Regions from separate parts of the Canis lupus genome. Here region 2 is linked to region 1. Evidence: chromatin contacts called from public Hi-C data. All regions are on one chromosome and are shown on one strand. Each heading gives the region's core, a stretch centred on a gene start, on an enhancer-like site or on the middle of the called end of the contact. The rest is flanking DNA. Distances are from core to core; before and after follow the strand shown.

Evidence for each region. A called contact is a pair of places that touch in the nucleus more often than the background predicts.
Region 2: a contact with region 1 is called in a Hi-C map of skin fibroblasts, with 3 times the contacts expected there. The contact joins the promoter of KCNMA1 here to the enhancer-like site in region 1. A contact is called at or near these places in 2 of 9 Hi-C or Micro-C datasets (amygdala and skin fibroblasts).

Annotation. Positions count from the first base shown.
Region 1 is chr4:28,152,857-28,156,555 of UU_Cfam_GSD_1.0, reverse strand. The region is part of intron 1 of KCNMA1 (potassium calcium-activated channel subfamily M alpha 1); the gene reads left to right. Among named protein-coding and RNA genes, the nearest start is that of KCNMA1, 130 kb to the left of the region's middle. Within about 2 kb of position 1,730, at least 2 of the 20 cell types and tissues checked have an H3K27ac peak or open chromatin away from gene starts, as enhancers often do.
Region 2 is chr4:28,281,232-28,284,930 of UU_Cfam_GSD_1.0, reverse strand. KCNMA1 (potassium calcium-activated channel subfamily M alpha 1) reads left to right here and starts at 1,861. Exons shown (of 28, transcript NM_001003300.2): 1 at 1,861-2,052. The coding sequence starts at 1,870.

The DNA of each region.
Region 1 (3,699 bases), core at 481-2,980:
TCATTGCTTCAAAAAAAGGAAACATTGATTCCTAGGGTGAAGAGGTGATGGTTTCACCCTTGAACTGTCCTTTGTATACTTTCCTGGGATTCTTGAGGTGGCTGGGTTGGCTTCTGTTTGGAAGATGGATTTTATTATGACTTATTTATCTATTTTTTTAAAAAAGATTTTAATTATTTATGAGACACACGCAGAGAGAGGCAGAGACACAGGCAGAGGGAGAAGCAGGCTCCCTGCAGGGAGCCCAATGCAGGACTCGATCCCGGGACTACAGGATCACGCCCTGAGCCAAAGGCAAATGCTCAACCACTGAGCCACCCAGGTGCCCCTTATTAAGACATTTTAAACCAAGAAGTCTGTTACCACTGCACTCTCCATCTCTGACCTATGGGGACTAGACTTGATATATCTGCAATGTTGAAGCCAAAAAGGGTCTGATTTATCTGCATTTCTTTGATAGTGTTGCTAAGTTGTCTCAGACACATCAAACTAAATCAAAAAGTACTTATTATACACCGATGCTATTTATCATCGTTGTCATTGTCATTTTTATTATAGCGACTTCTGTTTGGTGCTTGGAACTTTACTCACGTAATCTCACTTAATCCCCCCAACAACCCAGGAGGAAGGTATTACTGAGGCTTCGAGAGTTCAGGTGACTTGCCCACAGGGTGGCTGAGTGGAGGAGGTGACATCTAACCTCGGTGAGGTGAGAGTTTGGGCTTTGCCATCAGACAGACCTGGTCCTTCTCTCGATGTCCGTGGGGTATGAGAGACGTAGGGGTGGTGCTCGCTCCTTCCAGGTCAGACACAGCTGCGAGTCTGAGCACCCCCCGGGCGGTATAGGTGAACCTGAGATCAGATTCCTCCAGGGGTAAGACAGCGTGCGGAGGGAGGACTTCCTGGAGGACAGTGCTCCGTGTGGGGCCTGAAATGTGGAAGCTTTGGGGGCAGGTAGGAGGAGAGGCAGGCTCTGAGAGTGAGAGCAGTAACCTGAGGAAAGATTCAGAGGTGGCTGGCTCAGCGTGTTCTGGCCTCAGTTTCCCCACCTTCCTGGGCACATTTACCTATGAATGAGGTGATACACGATGCATCCTTTCCATGTTAGAAAAGTGCTGTAGAAGAGGGGCATTTCTGGTGGCAGGAGCACGATCATCAGCGGAGTATCAACTGGAAACTTCTTCTCTTTTTGTGACTTTTTCTCTCTTCCCCGGCGCTGTGGCTGTCGTGTTTCATGGCAGCCTGATGTAGTAGGAAGAAGCTTCTTTTGGCGCCCTCAGCTGTCCTTGGTGCGTTCTGGTCCTCCGTTAGGATTTTCTGCTGTGTGACTTTGGGGCTGCCTCCCTGTGCCCTGTGGCCTCACCTGGTGGAGGAGGGGTCACACTGGTTGATTTCCTTGGGCACTCGTAGCTCCAAGATGCTGGAGCATATGGTCTAATTGTGACGACACACAGTCAGCAGCAGCGAAATGACTGCACATCTCAAGTTTGAATTACATCTTTATGAGCCGAGAGATCGTCTCCTGCCTCCTGGGACACGTTCATGTCCCTAGGACACACCTGCCTCTGGTTCTACCTAGGGACACGGAGAATGTGCTGTGTGGCCCAAGGCCCCTGCCCGTCCCTGCTGCCTGTTTGGTCCTGGACGACCGTGTCCTGGGACTGGCCTGGGGCTCTTTCGTGTGCTGGCTTTCTCTGTTTGGCCGAGAGACCAGGGCCCAGGGTCTGGGCCTGCCTCTGCCCAGCTCTGCAGCCTCTCCAGGGGGAGGAGGAATGGAGCTGGGAGGCCGGGAGGGAGGGCCATGTGGGCGGGGGGAAGAGGCCCTGGAATGACTAGCTCAGTGAGTCACTCAGCGTCTGCTCCAGCTGGAGAGAGTCGGGGAGGGGGGGCGGTTATGGCATTGCCTCATGCAGCAGGGTAGGAACCAACCGCGAGAAGGCATCGATTCATCGTCAGGGGGCGGCCGTCCTCCTGGGCACAGTCGCGGAGGAGTGGGCACGGAAGGTTCCCTGAACCCCGGGGGCAGAAGAGCAGTGGGGGTTCGAGGTGGGCCCTGCTGTGCATCCCTGAATCAGAGTGAGAGAGGTCAGTGAGTGCCTTACAGAGCTGATCTCATCGTCTCTCACAGCCAGACCAAGAGGGAGCCATTCTTCTTCTTCTTCTCAATTTGTGGATGATTAATCTGCAGCACAGAGAGGTTAAGCGTCTTGCCTGAAGTCACCCAGCAATGACTAACCGGGGCCTTGGGAGCCTGTGGGCTTAATCACTGCATCAGTGATTCTCAGCATGGAACCTGCATCAGAGCCACCTGCAGGGCTGGGCTCTACCCCATGGTTTCTAATTTCGGTTGAGTCTGGGATGAGTCTGAGAATGTGCATTTCTATCATGTTCCCAGGTGATGCCGGTGTGGAGGGAGAGGGGGCAGGGACCACACTTCGAGGACCACTGTTGTATCCTCTCATCTTCCCCACCCCAGGCTCTTCCCCTGTGAAGCAGGAGGGATGGAGTCTCCCACCGTGAATGCCATTCTTTTAATTACACGTAATTATGTTTAGTTTGGGCCAATTTAATTTATGAAAGAGCAATAGCAGTTTGATAAACTCTCCTATTGCTACTGTGTTTCTGTCCCTTGTCTCTTTTTATTTTGGAAAAGTTGCTGCTGGGCGCCTGGCTGGCTCAGCTGGTGGAACATGAGACTCTTGATCTCAGAGTCATGAATTCAAGCCCCACGTTGGGCGTAGTGCCTACTTGAAAAAAGAAAAGAAAAAAGAAAATTCACTGCTATATGTTTTGATGCTTTCTTACTTCATGCATAACGTCCTTGACTCCATTTTGGATTATAGTCCTTATGGACACAAACGCTCTTGAGTTGTCTGATGTCTTTCATCTTGAGTTTTTCTTGATGGGAATACCAATGCCGCCAACCTGGCATCATCCCTGTTGTGTGCGTGTGCTACGTGTATATGTGTTTTTTATCCAAATATGTTTTGACCCTTCTGGCTCTCTTCTGTTTTTCAAAACTGCTCCTTTTGCAGTCCCCTTTGTTTGGCTATGGTGAACCATTTTTTAAATTTAATTTTATACTTTTCTGTGGAGCAAGGTTAGCTCTATCTTTGTTGCTTCTCAGGAATTTAACGATATTCTTCAGGGGCGTCTGGGAGGGTCAGTCAGTGGAGCGTCCAACTCTTGGTTTTGACTCAGGTCATGATCTCAGGGTGGTGAGACTGAGCCTGGCATCAGGCTCCACGCTCAGCTGGGAGTCTGAGAGTCTCCCTCCCGCCCCTTCTGCCCCTCCCCCAGCTCGTGCTCCCTTTCTCTCTAAAATCAATCAATCAATCAATCAATCTTTAAAAAATATTCTTCAGTCATCTTTTGCTTATGGCTAATGTACAGAATGAAAAACAGCAGCTCTTGCCTCTCTATCGTGTAAGGTAAATAACGGTAAGTTTTCCCTTTCCTTATTCCTCTACTCTTATCATATCGCATTCATATTTTTATTGTATATTCTGGTATTTTAAGCCTCTGCTGTATTACTGTATTTTACTTGATTTTACATTTTATCTTATCTTGAAGGAAGCTTAATTTTTAATTTTAATTTTGTGTCGTGATATATCACAATTATAACAATTATTGAGGCTGAAATGGATCTTCATGTTCAGTGCCAAATCTTTATTACCACGGGCATTCCCCATTATTAAA
Region 2 (3,699 bases), core at 612-3,111, 130 kb before region 1:
AGCAACATTTCTGAGTGTCACAAGAGGTATTCCCCTGTGGTATAGGGTTAGAGGCTGCTGAACAAAACCAGGCTCCTCCTCCTCTTTAAGGGTGGAGGTAGGAGAGAAGGCCCTAAACGGGGGGGGGGGGGGGGGGGGGGGGGGGGGGTAGACTTGAATGGCACCTACAGCGTCCTTCCTCCAAGCTGCCCTCCTCACACGATGGGGCTAAATAAAATGGGAGTGACTTTGGGGGAACTCCATTGTCTATGGGAGCTTGCACCATCCCTGAGGCCGGGTCCCCCTTGTTCCTCTCTCTCTCTTGGGCAGTCTCTGCCCCTTAATAAGAAAAACACAGAAAAACCACCTGCTGCTGTCAAGGGCCACAGACCACCCGCCGGCCTCCAGCCATGCTTGGGGCACCGGGCACCTAGGAAAGGGGTAGGGATGAGCGAACTAGAGGCCAGAGAGGGTCGAAGTAGGGTGTGTATCCTGGAGAAGGGTCCTGCTCACTCCCGAAGCACGAGGATTTGGGGGTGTCCGGCCAGCGGTGTCGACAGTTGGTCCCTCCTTCCCTCCCCACGGGGGCTCCTTTGGTAAAAACGGCCTGTGGGGGGGAGGGGGGCTCCCCTCCCCGGGTCGGGCGCTCGGCTGGGGGCGCAGCACCTTGGAGAGAGGCGCCCGGGCCGGAGCCTGATTCGGGGCGCCGTTCCTCGCGCTCGGGGGCCAGGGCGCGTGCCAGGCGGCCGCCCAGGGCCCTCCCGCCGGGTGCCGAGCCCCGAGCCGCGGCGAGCCGGCGCTGCGAGCCTCCTCCCCTCCCGCCTCGGGCGGCCTGAGCCCGCGCCCGCTCCAGTTGCTGCAGCTGCTGCCGCCGGCGGCTGCGGGGAGCGCGGGGAGCGCGGGGAGCGCGCCGGGAGGCTCGGGCGGCGGGGCCGGGGCCGGGAGGGGCCGGGAGGGGCCGGGAGGAGCCGGCGCAGGCGGGGAGGCCGCGCGAGCGGAGGCCGCGGGGCTCGGCGGCGCGGCGCGGGGGTCCCGGGGGTGGCCCGGCGCGTGCGGGGGCGGCGAGCCGGAGCCCAGCGCGGCCGGGGGCGCCGGGGGCGGGGGCGGGGGCGGGGGCGGGCCGCCCGCGCTGCACTAGTTGCCGCCGGCTCAGCCCGGGGCGGCGGGGGCGCGGCGGGGAGGGTCCCGGGCCGGAGCGCAGCGCACTCGCGTGGCGCACGGCGGGCGGGGGGCGCGGGGGGCGCGGGGGGCGCGCGGGCCCGGGGCAGGGGCAGGGGCAGGGGCAGGGGCAGGGGCAGGGCCGGGGCGGCCCGGGGGCGGCGCGGACCCCCGGTGCGCCCTCGCTCCGCGCGCTCGGGGCGTTGGGCGGCGGGGCGCGGGCCGGGCGGGAGCGGCGGGCGCGCTGCATCCCCTCCCCCCGGGCGGCGGGGGAGGGCGGCGGCGGCGGCGGCGGGCGGCGGGCGGCGGGGGAGGGCGGCGGCGGCGGCGGCGGCGGCGTCCCGCCGTATATATCTCGGCGCACCCCGCCAGGTCGCGCACAGCGCCCCGAGCCCAGGCGCCTCCCCGCCCCCTCCCCGCGCTCCGCGGCGGCGGCGGCGGCGGCAGCAGCGGCAACATGGCTGTTGACGGGTGTTCGGGGTGGCGCTGGCGGCGGGAGGAGCTCCCCCGAGCCCCTGCGCCGGCCGCCCGCTGCTAGCTATGGCAAATGGTGGCGGCGGCGGCGGCAGCGGCGGCGGCGGCGGCGGCGGAGGCAGCAGTCTTAGAATGAGTAGCAATATCCACGCGAACCATCTCAGCCTAGACGCGTCCTCCTCCTCCTCCTCCTCCTCTTCCTCCTCCTCTTCCTCCTCCTCCTCCTCTTCCTCCTCGTCCTCGGTCCACGAGCCCAAGATGGATGCGCTCATCATCCCGGTGACCATGGAGGTGCCGTGCGACAGCCGGGGCCAGCGCATGTGGTGGGCTTTCCTGGCCTCCTCCATGGTGACTTTCTTCGGGGGCCTCTTCATCATCTTGCTCTGGCGGACGCTCAAGTACCTGTGGACCGTGTGCTGCCACTGCGGGGGCAAGACCAAGGTAACGCGCGCCCCGGGCGCCCGCCCCCTGCGCCAGCCCACCCCTGCTCGCGCCGCGCCGCATCCCTGCCTGCCTTCCCCGCGCCGCCTGCCCTGCCCTGCCCTGCCCTGCCCTGCGCCCTCCCCGCGCCCCGCTCGGCGCGGAGGGCGGCGCGCCGGGGCCCCCGAGTCGCCCCCGACCTGCCCCCGACCGGCGCGCTCCGGGACGCGGGCGCCCAGTCCCGGCCCCTGGCTCCTGCTGGGGCCGCGGGCGGGGCGCGGCGGGGCGGGGGGAGCGGGGCGCGCGGGGCCGGGGTCGCGGGGAGCTGGGGGGCGGGCCGGGGGCTCCGGGAGCGGAGCGCGCGGGGCCGGGGGGGCGGGCGGGGCGCGGAGCGCGCGGGGCTCGGGGTCGCGGGGCCGGGGGTGGCGGGCGGGGGGCCCGGGGGCCGGGGGTGCGGGCGGGGCGGGCCGGGGGCTCGGGGCGCGGGGCCGGGGAGCGGGGCGCGCGGGGCCCGGGGTGGCGGGCGGGGGCGGCGGGGGCTCCGGGTGGCGGGCGAGGGGGGCGGCACGGCAGCCCGCACTCGAGAAACCTGTTGGGGAGACGAGTTGGCGGAGTCGGCAGCGAGGGGGAAACCTTTCGGGCGGGGGAATCCCGGGGGAGGAACGTGGCCAGGGGAAGTGGAGGGGGGGACTTCGGGGACCGCGAGGGAAAGTTGGGGAGATGCCTCCCAGTTTTGGAGGCAACCCGCGGAGGCCGCCACTTTAGGAATGTGCGAGGTCGCGCAGCCGGTGCCACCTGCCTCGCCGTCCCTTGGATGTGCCGGTGGAACGCACCCCACCCCGCGCTCCAGCCTCTGTGCTCGCGCCCCCACGCCACCCTCCTTAGGTCCCCGGAAATGCCGCCAGAGGCGGGGAGCGGGCGCGGGAGGTCCGTGCGGGAGCCTCCTCCCCGCTCCCCGGGCTCTCGAGGTGGCTGGGTGTCGCCTGGAGCTATTCCTGGCGCGGGGACGCCCACCTGCACCCGGGCGCGCTACACCTTAAGTGCGGTTGCTAGGCTCACTGCCTGGTCTGTCGCCGGGTCCCTAGAGATGTCCTCTTCAACCCCCCCCCCCGCCCCCCACTGGCCGAAGGTGAGGGGCTGGGGCAGTTTTTCATCAAAGACAGCAGAATTAAAAAAGAAAGAACTGGAAAAAAAAAAAAGAGAGAGAGAGAAAAAGGAGGGATCCAGCCGCCTTGTGTTTGAGCAGTTCGCATCCTAGGGGACTTCACGGCGCCAGCATTCTCTCCGGTCGGCCGGAGGGGAGATGAAGGAGAAGAGGGGAACCCGGGGAGGGCGAAGCAGGTCTTGGGGGGAATGTTCACACCTTTTCCTAGTAAAGTTGATCCCAGGACCCCTGGAACTCGCGCAGGGCTCGGCAACTTGTAGCAGCCTCCTCGGTTGCCATGGCGAGTAGGGAAGCCAAGGGGCTGTGGGTGAAGCACCGGGTGACCCCAGGCGCTCTCTCCCCATCATTAATTATACACGCGCTGGGTGCTGGAGCTCAGCTGTGTTTTGTGGCAGCACATTTGTGTTTTGGAAAATACTGGTGTGTTGGAAATAAGGGAGAAGAATAAAAGCCATCTCTCTCTCTCTTCCTCCTCCTCCCACTTCTCTGGAGGCTTCCAGATG